2 separate regions of the Mus musculus genome follow, and region 1 is linked to region 2. Evidence: chromatin contacts called from public capture Hi-C data. All regions are on one chromosome and are shown on one strand. Each heading gives the region's core, a stretch centred on a gene start, on an enhancer-like site or on the middle of the called end of the contact. The rest is flanking DNA. Distances are from core to core; before and after follow the strand shown.

Region 1 (4,350 bases), core at 306-2,805, 680 kb after region 2:
AACAAAAGTTTAAGGGCTGGAGAGATGACTCGGCGGTTAAGAGCACTGGCTGCCCTTCGGGGGGACACAGGATGAATTCCCAACACCCATACGGAAGCTCACACCTGTCTGTAACTATAGTTTCAAGGTATCAGACACCTTCATACAGACACACATGTGGGCAGAACAGAACTTCAAGCCCTACTGGTTTCAATTCATGGACAGAACTGTCCTGACTCTCCTAGAACCTAAGATTATAGGAAGAAGTCAACAGTGACACACGAAAAGTATGAAAGTTCTAGTACACAGTTTTATCTTCAATATAAGGCAAATTCAAAACAAAAGTTGCTTAGCTCCCAAACAACTGTGTCTTGTTTTTGTTTGTTTCCTTGAGACAGTTTCTCTGTGTAGCCCTGGCTGTCCTGGAACTGTTTTGCATACCAGACTGGTCTCAAATTCAGGCCTCTGCCATGAGAGTGCTGGGATTAAAATCATCACTGCCCAGCTCTTTTTGTTTGTTGGGTTTTGACAGTGTCTGGCCATGTATCCTGAAACTTAATATGTAGATCAGTCTGGCCTTGAACTCACAGAGATCCACCTACCTCCCCGATCCCCTGCAATACCTAAAGGCATGTGCTACCACTGGCTGCCCTTCCAGAGGTCCTGAGTTCTGTTCCCAGCAACCATGTGGTAGCTCACAACCATCTATAACGAGATCTGGTGCCTTCTTCTGGCATGCAGGCAGAACACTGTATACATAATGAATAAGTCTAAAAACCACCACCACCACCAACAAACCATGTGTGTGGGGGGGGGGGGGGACGACTTCAGGGAGAGAGAGAAGTTGTAAATGTATTTTAGAGTTAGGGCCCTTGGTTTCAACATTGGGTACATAAAGAATGCATGAGCCTCGGGTTGCTCTTTTCCTATTTTACACACAGCCATATTTTCAGATTAAGAAGCAGGTGGACAGAATGGATGCACAGTGCATACCAGCGCCAGTGGCTTCTTTTTAATGCAACCTAAAACCTGTCACATTTTAATGTCTGAAAAGTTGCACCCTGAGAGAACACATCCGACAGTCAGATGTGAATTGATGTCCCTGACAATACACCAGCACCTCACCGTAAGTGGCCCTGCTCTTTTGGCCTTTTAAGTTTTTTTCCTGGCAGACCTGGCCACAACCACGCCCTGCCCACGACTGAGGGTCTCCGGCGTGGACAGAACAGGCTCCCACCGCAAACTGCGGGCACCCTCCGCTTCCGCCTCGCGAGCCGCGCTTCCGGCCGTCGCGGCTCAGCCTGTTCTTCCGGGACCGCAGATTCCGCGCGCCCCCGCCGGGGATGGCAACAGTCCGCACCCCGCCGAACTCCCCACGCCCTTCAGGGTCTTGAGCTGGGTTGGGCCGGGTGCTCTCCAGACCTAGCCGCGCGGCGGGTCCGTGGGAGGGGCGTCTCCCCTCCGCCCCAGGGCGAGGCGGGTTAGGTAGAGGGTCCCCGGAGCCCGCGTCAGCCTCGGGCACCGCGACCTGCAGCAGAGCAGCGCAAGGGCTCTCGGGAACCGCACTTTCCCACCCAGAACTCGGGAGGCCACGGAAACGCCACACCTCACACCCCGGACTCAATAGACCTCACCTCGCGAACAGCCCGCTAGCCGGAGCCGGCGGCCTGGGACGGGCCACGTGCGTCCCGCGCCGCGTGTGCACGCCCCGCCCCTGGGGAGGAGCCGGCGGGCTCCGGGCCATCGAGCCGCGGTTGCAGTGCTCCGCCAGGCGGCCTGGAGCTCCCGGCTTTCTCTCCCGGCCGCTCCCGCGCTCTCTCTCCTCCACGGGCTCTTCCCGCTGCCTCACCCTGCCCACCCGCCCTTCCAATCGGCCTGGGCTGGGACTACCACGCTGGGCGCCCGGGCCGTGGGACCGGTGAGTGCCACTCTCCACCTAGATCCAAAATCCCACACCGCCTGAGGAGGTAGGGAGGTCGGTGAGTCGCTCAGCTAAAACAGAAGGAGGCGTCTCACTTTCTAATTCAGCATTTCTCTTTTTACCCTCTTATGACCAAGGAGGAGGTAACACACAGCTCGTGGCTTTTGCCCAGGGCAAGGACCTTCACGGTCACTTTTCAGCTTGCCAGCAGGGGGCCGGAAAGGGGGTGTTTCTGGCTGACCGAGGCTGGACGTCTCTTTCCTTGTTCTACCCAGGGACGGCGGGAGAGACTTAAGGAAACTGCGCCCTTGACTAGGGTCATAGCCACCTTCCCAGAAAGGACGCGTTCTCTCAGTACCAGGTGCTTCCGGAGTGGTATCCCGGCCCTGGGCACCTTGGGCACGCTGCCAGTGCTGGAAGTGCTGGATCCGTCCAGGAATCTGGAGCAAAGCAGGCTGAGCCCCCATCCTCACCCCCCAGGACCCAGCTCTTTTCCTTATAGCCCTCCTTCTGTACTTCTTACAAAAAGAAATCCGAAGCAGAGGCGGAGAGGGTGGCAATCTGGTTACCACTTGCCTTGACTTGGTTGGTCCTTCACATACTCATTACTCTCCTCTGCCTACTGTGGTCACACCCTTTCCAGAAATTCTTGGTGGTAACCACGAAGAGGAGGGAGCAGGAGAACTGGAGAAAACTGCTTTGATCTGATTTGACTTCAACCAGGAGCTGACGCTGCAAAGTAATAACCAGCATTTACCAAGCTCTCTCGCAGGTCTCGCCCGTACGAGCCATAATTTTGCGCTTTGTGGTATGGTATTATACCATTGGCAATTGTATAAAAATGAGGCTTAGCTCCTGTAATATATTCTAAGAAGGTTGTGAGCTTTGGATTCTAACTTAAATGCGCTGTTGTGGTCTCCTGACTGGCCTCCCTCTCAAGATCAGCTTCCAGTTGAGTCTCCAGAGACCCTTGGGTGATGGGGTACAGTGTACACAGTGATATTGCCTAGCCCAGCCCTGATTCCCTTTTCTTCTTGAATTTTACCTCTCCCTGTTTCATGGCCATCCCTGGTCCTGCTTCTTTGGAGACTAGGTGTGTTCAAAGCTTCAAAAAGTCTGTATCGGGATTGACTCATCAATCCGTTATAGATGTCCCTCATCCTCACGCCTCATTGCTAGGCAGGGATGGGAGTCTGGGACACTCCCGAGTCTGGCTGAAGCTCACCAGTTTTCAGATACTGTCCTCATACAGGTACTCTCAAATAGATTCTTTCCTGGTCTCACCTTGTTTGTTCGAGATAAGGTCTTACAGTATAGCCCAGACAAGACGCAAACTCTGAGATCCTCCTGCCTCAGCCTCTTGTATGTTGAGATTACAGGCACATGCCACCAGTCTCAATCTCGTCTGTTGGGCAGTGGGCGTTCCCTATCTGTTTAATGTCTCCAAATGAACCATCAGCCCCATGCATAACACTAATTGTTCCTAGACAATGATATGATACTCAGACTTGTACTGTGCTTTCAAACCTTGACGTCATTGGCCTTCATAACCTCTCCATGTAAGGTACATTTAACTACCCCTATTTTCAAGGAGAAAATTTGGGCAGTAGGGTTGCCCTGGGGTCACATACCAATTCCCTTCTCATATGGCAGCTTCCTAGGGACATCAGTAGTTGACACCAGGCCTATTCTCCCTCAGCTGCTGGCTACATTTATGTTGGGGGTATTTCTGTCTAATGCTGATGATAGGGCCAAGGCTATCTCTTCATTCTCCATGACATACTGACCCAGAAGATTCTGCAACCCCTGCCCATCACTTACTTCCCTTAAAACTGCCCCTGGCCTTTTGCTGTAAGAGAAACATCAGAAAGTATCCCAGGTAGTCTCTGGAGGCTCTCAGCAAAGGAGTCTTACTTCCTAATTGGCAAGGGGATGCACAGTCTCTCCCTCTCTGCCCAGGCCTGCCTGGTTCTCATTTGGGATGCTCCCGCTTGGTGGGAGGAGCAGGACTGAGTCATCCCAGAGAGGCCCTCACCTGTGTGTGGCCCTTGTCTTCTGTCTCACGCTACAGGTTTCAAGATGACTCGGCTGCGATTCCCACACTCCTGAGTCTTCTGCTGGAAGGATGGCCTCATGACCAGGTTGACAGACAGCACTCTGTGTCGGTGACACAGAACTCTGGCCGACCACACTGAAGCACGATGCTCCAGCAGGTAATCCCTCAAGCCCAAGTAACTGAGCACTTTCCCTCTTGCCTGTCTGAAGAAAGACTGCAGTGCTTCTAGTGAGGGACTCTTCAGAGTATCCCAGGACTCTTCCTGATACGCCCTTTTTGTGATTTGGTGGCTCTTTTCCTTGGAATGGTTATGGGTAGATAGGTAAAGAAATCAATCCAAACCACGCTGATAACCTAAAACGGGGGCGTATCCTGACAGAAGTCCCTGACAGAC
Region 2 (4,460 bases), core at 693-3,192:
TGTGCAGCCCTTAGAAAAGGCTGCCTGGGTTCTGGCCGCTAGGAGGGGCCAGGATGAAGGGCTGTGCTGAGCCTTTCATTCATCAGCCCAGGGACTGTATTTTACTAACGCTGACCTTCTTTACTTTCATGATCTCCAAGCGTCACTACTTTCTCATGAACTTTATTTTATTTTTGTGACCATCAGATTTCAGTCAGATTATAAATTAGAATGTACACCTGTGTGCCTTGGTTCCCTTGTGAAGGCAGCAGCTGTGAGCCAGGTGTGGAGGTGTACTAATGTCATCCCAGCTATAGGTATCCCCTGCTGTAGAAGTTTGGGGTTAGCCTGACTGTGAGATGCTGTCTCTTCCCTGCCTCTCCAAATACTTGGCCAGCTTTCATTTTTTTATTCTCTCGGTTGCTGTATCTTTTATTATTTTTAACATGGTCAGTGTATTGGAATGTCACTTTTTCCTTTCCTCTTATTCCCTAACTCAATTTTTCTTTTTTTTTTTAAGATTTATTTATTTATTTTATGTATATGAGTACACTGTAGCTGTACAGATGGTTGTGAGCCTTCATGTGGTTGTTGGAAATTGAATTTAGGACCTCTGCTCGCTCTGGTCCATAGATTCATTTATTATTATACATAAGTACACTGTAGCTGTCTTCAGACACACCAGAAGAGAGTGTCAGATCTCATTACTGATGGTTGTGAACCACCATGTGGTTGCTGGAATTTGAACTCAGGACCTTCAGAAGAGCAGTCAGTCTTACCTGCTGAGCCACTTCACCAGCCCTCCCCTTTTCTTCTAATGATTTGGTTGTCTTTTAGACTGAACTCCATACACTTTGGAGACTAAAAAAAAAAAAAGAAATACAATACAGAGATCTGTCTTCTAATAGTTTCATGCCCTGGAACTCACAGAGATCTACCTGCTTCTGCTTCTTGAGTGCTGGGATTAAAGGCATGTGCCACCATACCATGATTTAAAGTTTTTAAAATAAGTATGTTGAAGGGAAAGAATACTTTTAACTTTGTTTGTTTTTGTTTTCTTATGGGGCTTTGAACTGGTAACTATTTTTGGTCAGGTTTGTTCATTATCTACTGATGATAGCTAGTAAGGTCCACTATCTAGAAAAATGGAGTTTGTGATGGCACATCAACCACTTTGAATACAGATTTAAAATTTGGTAGTAGATTCACTCCCTCTACCAATTCTGTGTACAGAACTAAACAACAAAAATAGACATTTGGGGGTAGATTTTTAAAATAATCAGTTGAAAAAAAAACCTCATGTACACACACGAGGTTTTGTTGTTTTACTTTAAATACATATGTTTAGTAAAATTCATAACTTTCATTGTATTGTGTTTGGCACCAGGTGATCATTATGTAGTTTAACCACCCAGTTTCAAGCAACTTCCACTCTTGCTAAACTCTTTAGCACTCTTTACCCACGCTGCTACAGATGAGTCACAGTCTCACAACAGCTTTGCTTACAGGAAAGTGTTCCCATTGGTATAGTTATTCCTTCAGTCTCACTGAAATTGTGAAGAGATTGGTAATGCGCATACTGTGAGAACTACTTCTAAAACTTTTAATTTATAAGCATAGTTACCACAACCTCTCTTTTCCTCCCTTGGAGGAAACAAACATACTGGAATAGAATAGCCATGGAAGCCAGGCTTTAATCTCAGCACTTGGGAGGCAAAGGTAAGTGGATCTCTGTGAGTTCAAGGCCAGGCTGATCTGTAGAGTAAGTTCCTGGACAGCCAAGGCTAAACAGACAAACCCTGTTTTAAAAAAACCAAAAAAACCCAAAAAGAGTAGCCAAGCAAGCCAGTTCTTAGACTCAGACTTATTTCCAAGCCACTTGTGGTTTATGCTTTACTTTCTTGTGTGTTCTCATCTATAGGTTATTGCTTATAACCTACTTTTCTCTTAATTTTTCCCATAGCTCTGAGAGCTTATTTTGAAAGAATAATGGATGAACCATCTCCGTTGGCCAAAACTCTGGAGCTAAACCAGCACTCCCGATTCATAATTGGGTCTGTGTCTGAAGACAACTCAGAAGATGAGATCAGTAACCTGGTGAAGCTGGACCTAGAAGAGAAGGAGGGCTCCCTGTCACCAGCCTCCGTCAGCTCAGATACACTTTCTGATTTGGGGATCTCTGGCTTACAGGATGGTTTGGCCTTTCACATGAGGTGAGAAGAATTGCTTCATGGTTAATGTGTTTAATCTGTCTTGTTATTTTCACTGCTTATGTTCTGAAAGGAATAAGAATATATTAATTTCACCTCCATTCCCTGGCCCATCTTCTATGACTAGGAAATGATGCACTTTTCAGGCTTGGGGAGTATCTTTTCCTACGTGTTCTCCTCAGTTTTTCCATCCTTTATACATACTAGGCCCTTCAGTATGACCCAGTGAAGGAGAGTTTGGTTGAAGAATTTCAGCTTCTGTAGTACTTTGATTAATAATGTTGCAACTCTCATTGAGTGATAGGAATTTGGCAGACATGGCCAAATTTGTAGTCTTTCCTCCTCTCCCGTATCAGTGCTAGCAACTGAAACCAGAGCCTTATACATGCTAGGTGAATGAACCGCTGATCTTCATCCTTAGCCCGTGGCATTTTGTTTTTTGTGTTTTGAGTCAGGGTTCTGTTACCCAGGTTGGACTGGAACTTCCTATATAGAACAGGCTGACCTGGAGCTTGCTGAGACCTTCCTGCTTTTGCTACCTGAGTGCTGAGACTGTACACTATGCTATGGACATTTTGTTTTTGAACCTGGGTCTGATGTACCTCCAAACTCCTGAATTCTTGATCCTCCTGACTCCACCTTCTTAGTGCTGGTATTAGAAGTGTGTGCTACCTCACTCATGTTAAAGTAATGTTTTTTGTTTTGTTCTGGGACAGGGTCTCATATAACTCAGGCTGGCCTCAAACTTACTATGTAGCCCAGCCCAGGCTGACATTAAACTCCTAATCTTGCTGCCCTGGCTTGGGAGTGCTAGAGCTACTGGACTGCTGGGTACTGGTATAAGCCACCACACCCTTTGATGGATGGCTGATTAGACAACTTAGGCTAGTCATTTACTTTTTAATTCTTAGGTTTAAGGATTTTGGAGCAAATATTTTGTGAGTAAACTTTAGGAAATTATCCTCATCTCTAGAAATTTGAACACACAGAGACAGAAATATGCAATAAAACAAACAAACAAACAAACAAAATGTTAGCTAGATGATTTTAATGTGCATTGAGGGTAAGTATTGAGGTTCTAAGCTAGATAAACACAAATTAGGGTAGCTGCTGCTACTGTTATTATCTTGATAGTCTGTTATTAATGGGTCATAAAATAATTAGGCTTCTTTTTATATACTGAAGAATTGATTCTATAGTAAAATCCATTTTGATAATTCATTGTTGTTATCTGTGGGGCTTGGAATCGTAGCTTCTGTAAAATGAGGCAGTTAGTATATATTAATAATCACTCCCATTTAAGCTATGTGGAGGACAGAAGAATAAAGCAACTTAGTTATGTTTTATTTCATGGTTCCTGGGACTTGCAGTGAAGCAAATGCCCTACCTAAAGTTTTAGTGCTGTATTTATGAATTGCCAGTACTGTATCTCTTATGTCTTAGGCTTACCCTAAACTTGGGTTTGGCCTGGCTTACCTCCTAATCACTGTGATTTCAGGCACACACTACCTTGCTTGATGAGCCAAATGTTTTTGTTTTTTGTAGAGATCTGATGAGGAAAAATAACTTGGTTAAGGTTGATAATTCAAACTCAAATGTCTCAGTTGAATTTTTGTTAATTGTTTTACTCTGATTGCCTGACCTTACAATCTTTTCTTTTTCTTTTTCTTTTTCTTTTTCTTTTTCTTTTTCTTTTTCTTCTTCTTTTTCTTTTTCTTTTTCTTTTTTTCTTTTCCTTTTCCTTTTCTTTTTCCTTTTCCTTTTCCTTCTCTTCTTCTTTTCCTTTTTCCTTTTTCTTTTTCTTTTGTGTTTCTGATAAGGTTGGCTTTCTAGAGTGAATGAACAAAGTATTATATCTAACCTGAGGTCAAAAGAAGCATTAGCATCAGGGACTAGAAGTTAAGACTATATAAACATGTTTTGCAGCTTTATGACTAACTTGAGTTGACCCTTGAGTGAGTACTGGTGGTATCTTTCCCCTCAAAGTCATTTGGAAGTGTGTGGGAGCTGAGAACTGCTGAGACCAATCACATATGGAGGAGAGAGGTGCTGAAAGTTTTGCAATAGGTCTGGATATATTGGTATTCATGCCTTTAACCCTAGCACCTGGGAGGCAGAGGCAGGCAGGCAGGCAGAGCTCTGTGGGTTTGAGGTTAATCTGATCTACATAGTGAGCTCCAGGACATACCAGGCTACATAGGGAGATCCTGTCTCAATACCACTACCATCACTACTTTTGTAATGTAGTATATCATCCCATATAATCAAAGA

What was found. Capture Hi-C pulls out chosen DNA fragments and counts their contacts.
Region 1: a capture Hi-C map of macrophages shows a contact between it and region 2, with 5 times the contacts expected there. The contact joins the promoter of Myo19 here to the promoter of Acaca in region 2. A contact is called at or near these places in 12 of 39 promoter capture datasets (the 3T3-L1 cell line, the C10 cell line, cranial neural crest and 7 more), 3 of 484 Hi-C or Micro-C datasets (CD8 T cells, embryonic stem cells and liver), 13 of 115 datasets of contacts at active chromatin or transcription factors (the 230-238 cell line, the NIH/3T3 cell line, the SCID.adh cell line and 10 more) and 3 of 9 other capture datasets (embryonic stem cells, liver and macrophages).

What each region holds. Positions count from the first base shown.
Region 1 is chr11:84,878,615-84,882,964 of GRCm38.p6, forward strand. Myo19 (myosin XIX) reads left to right here and starts at 1,556. Exons shown (of 25, transcript NM_025414.4): 1 at 1,556-1,897; 2 at 3,972-4,113. The coding sequence starts at 4,102. Pigw (phosphatidylinositol glycan anchor biosynthesis, class W) reads right to left here and starts at 1,671. Exons shown (of 2, transcript NM_001077636.1): 1 at 1,614-1,671.
Region 2 is chr11:84,193,496-84,197,955 of GRCm38.p6, forward strand. Acaca (acetyl-Coenzyme A carboxylase alpha) reads left to right here and starts at 1,943. Exons shown (of 54, transcript NM_133360.2): 1 at 1,943-2,192. The coding sequence starts at 1,969.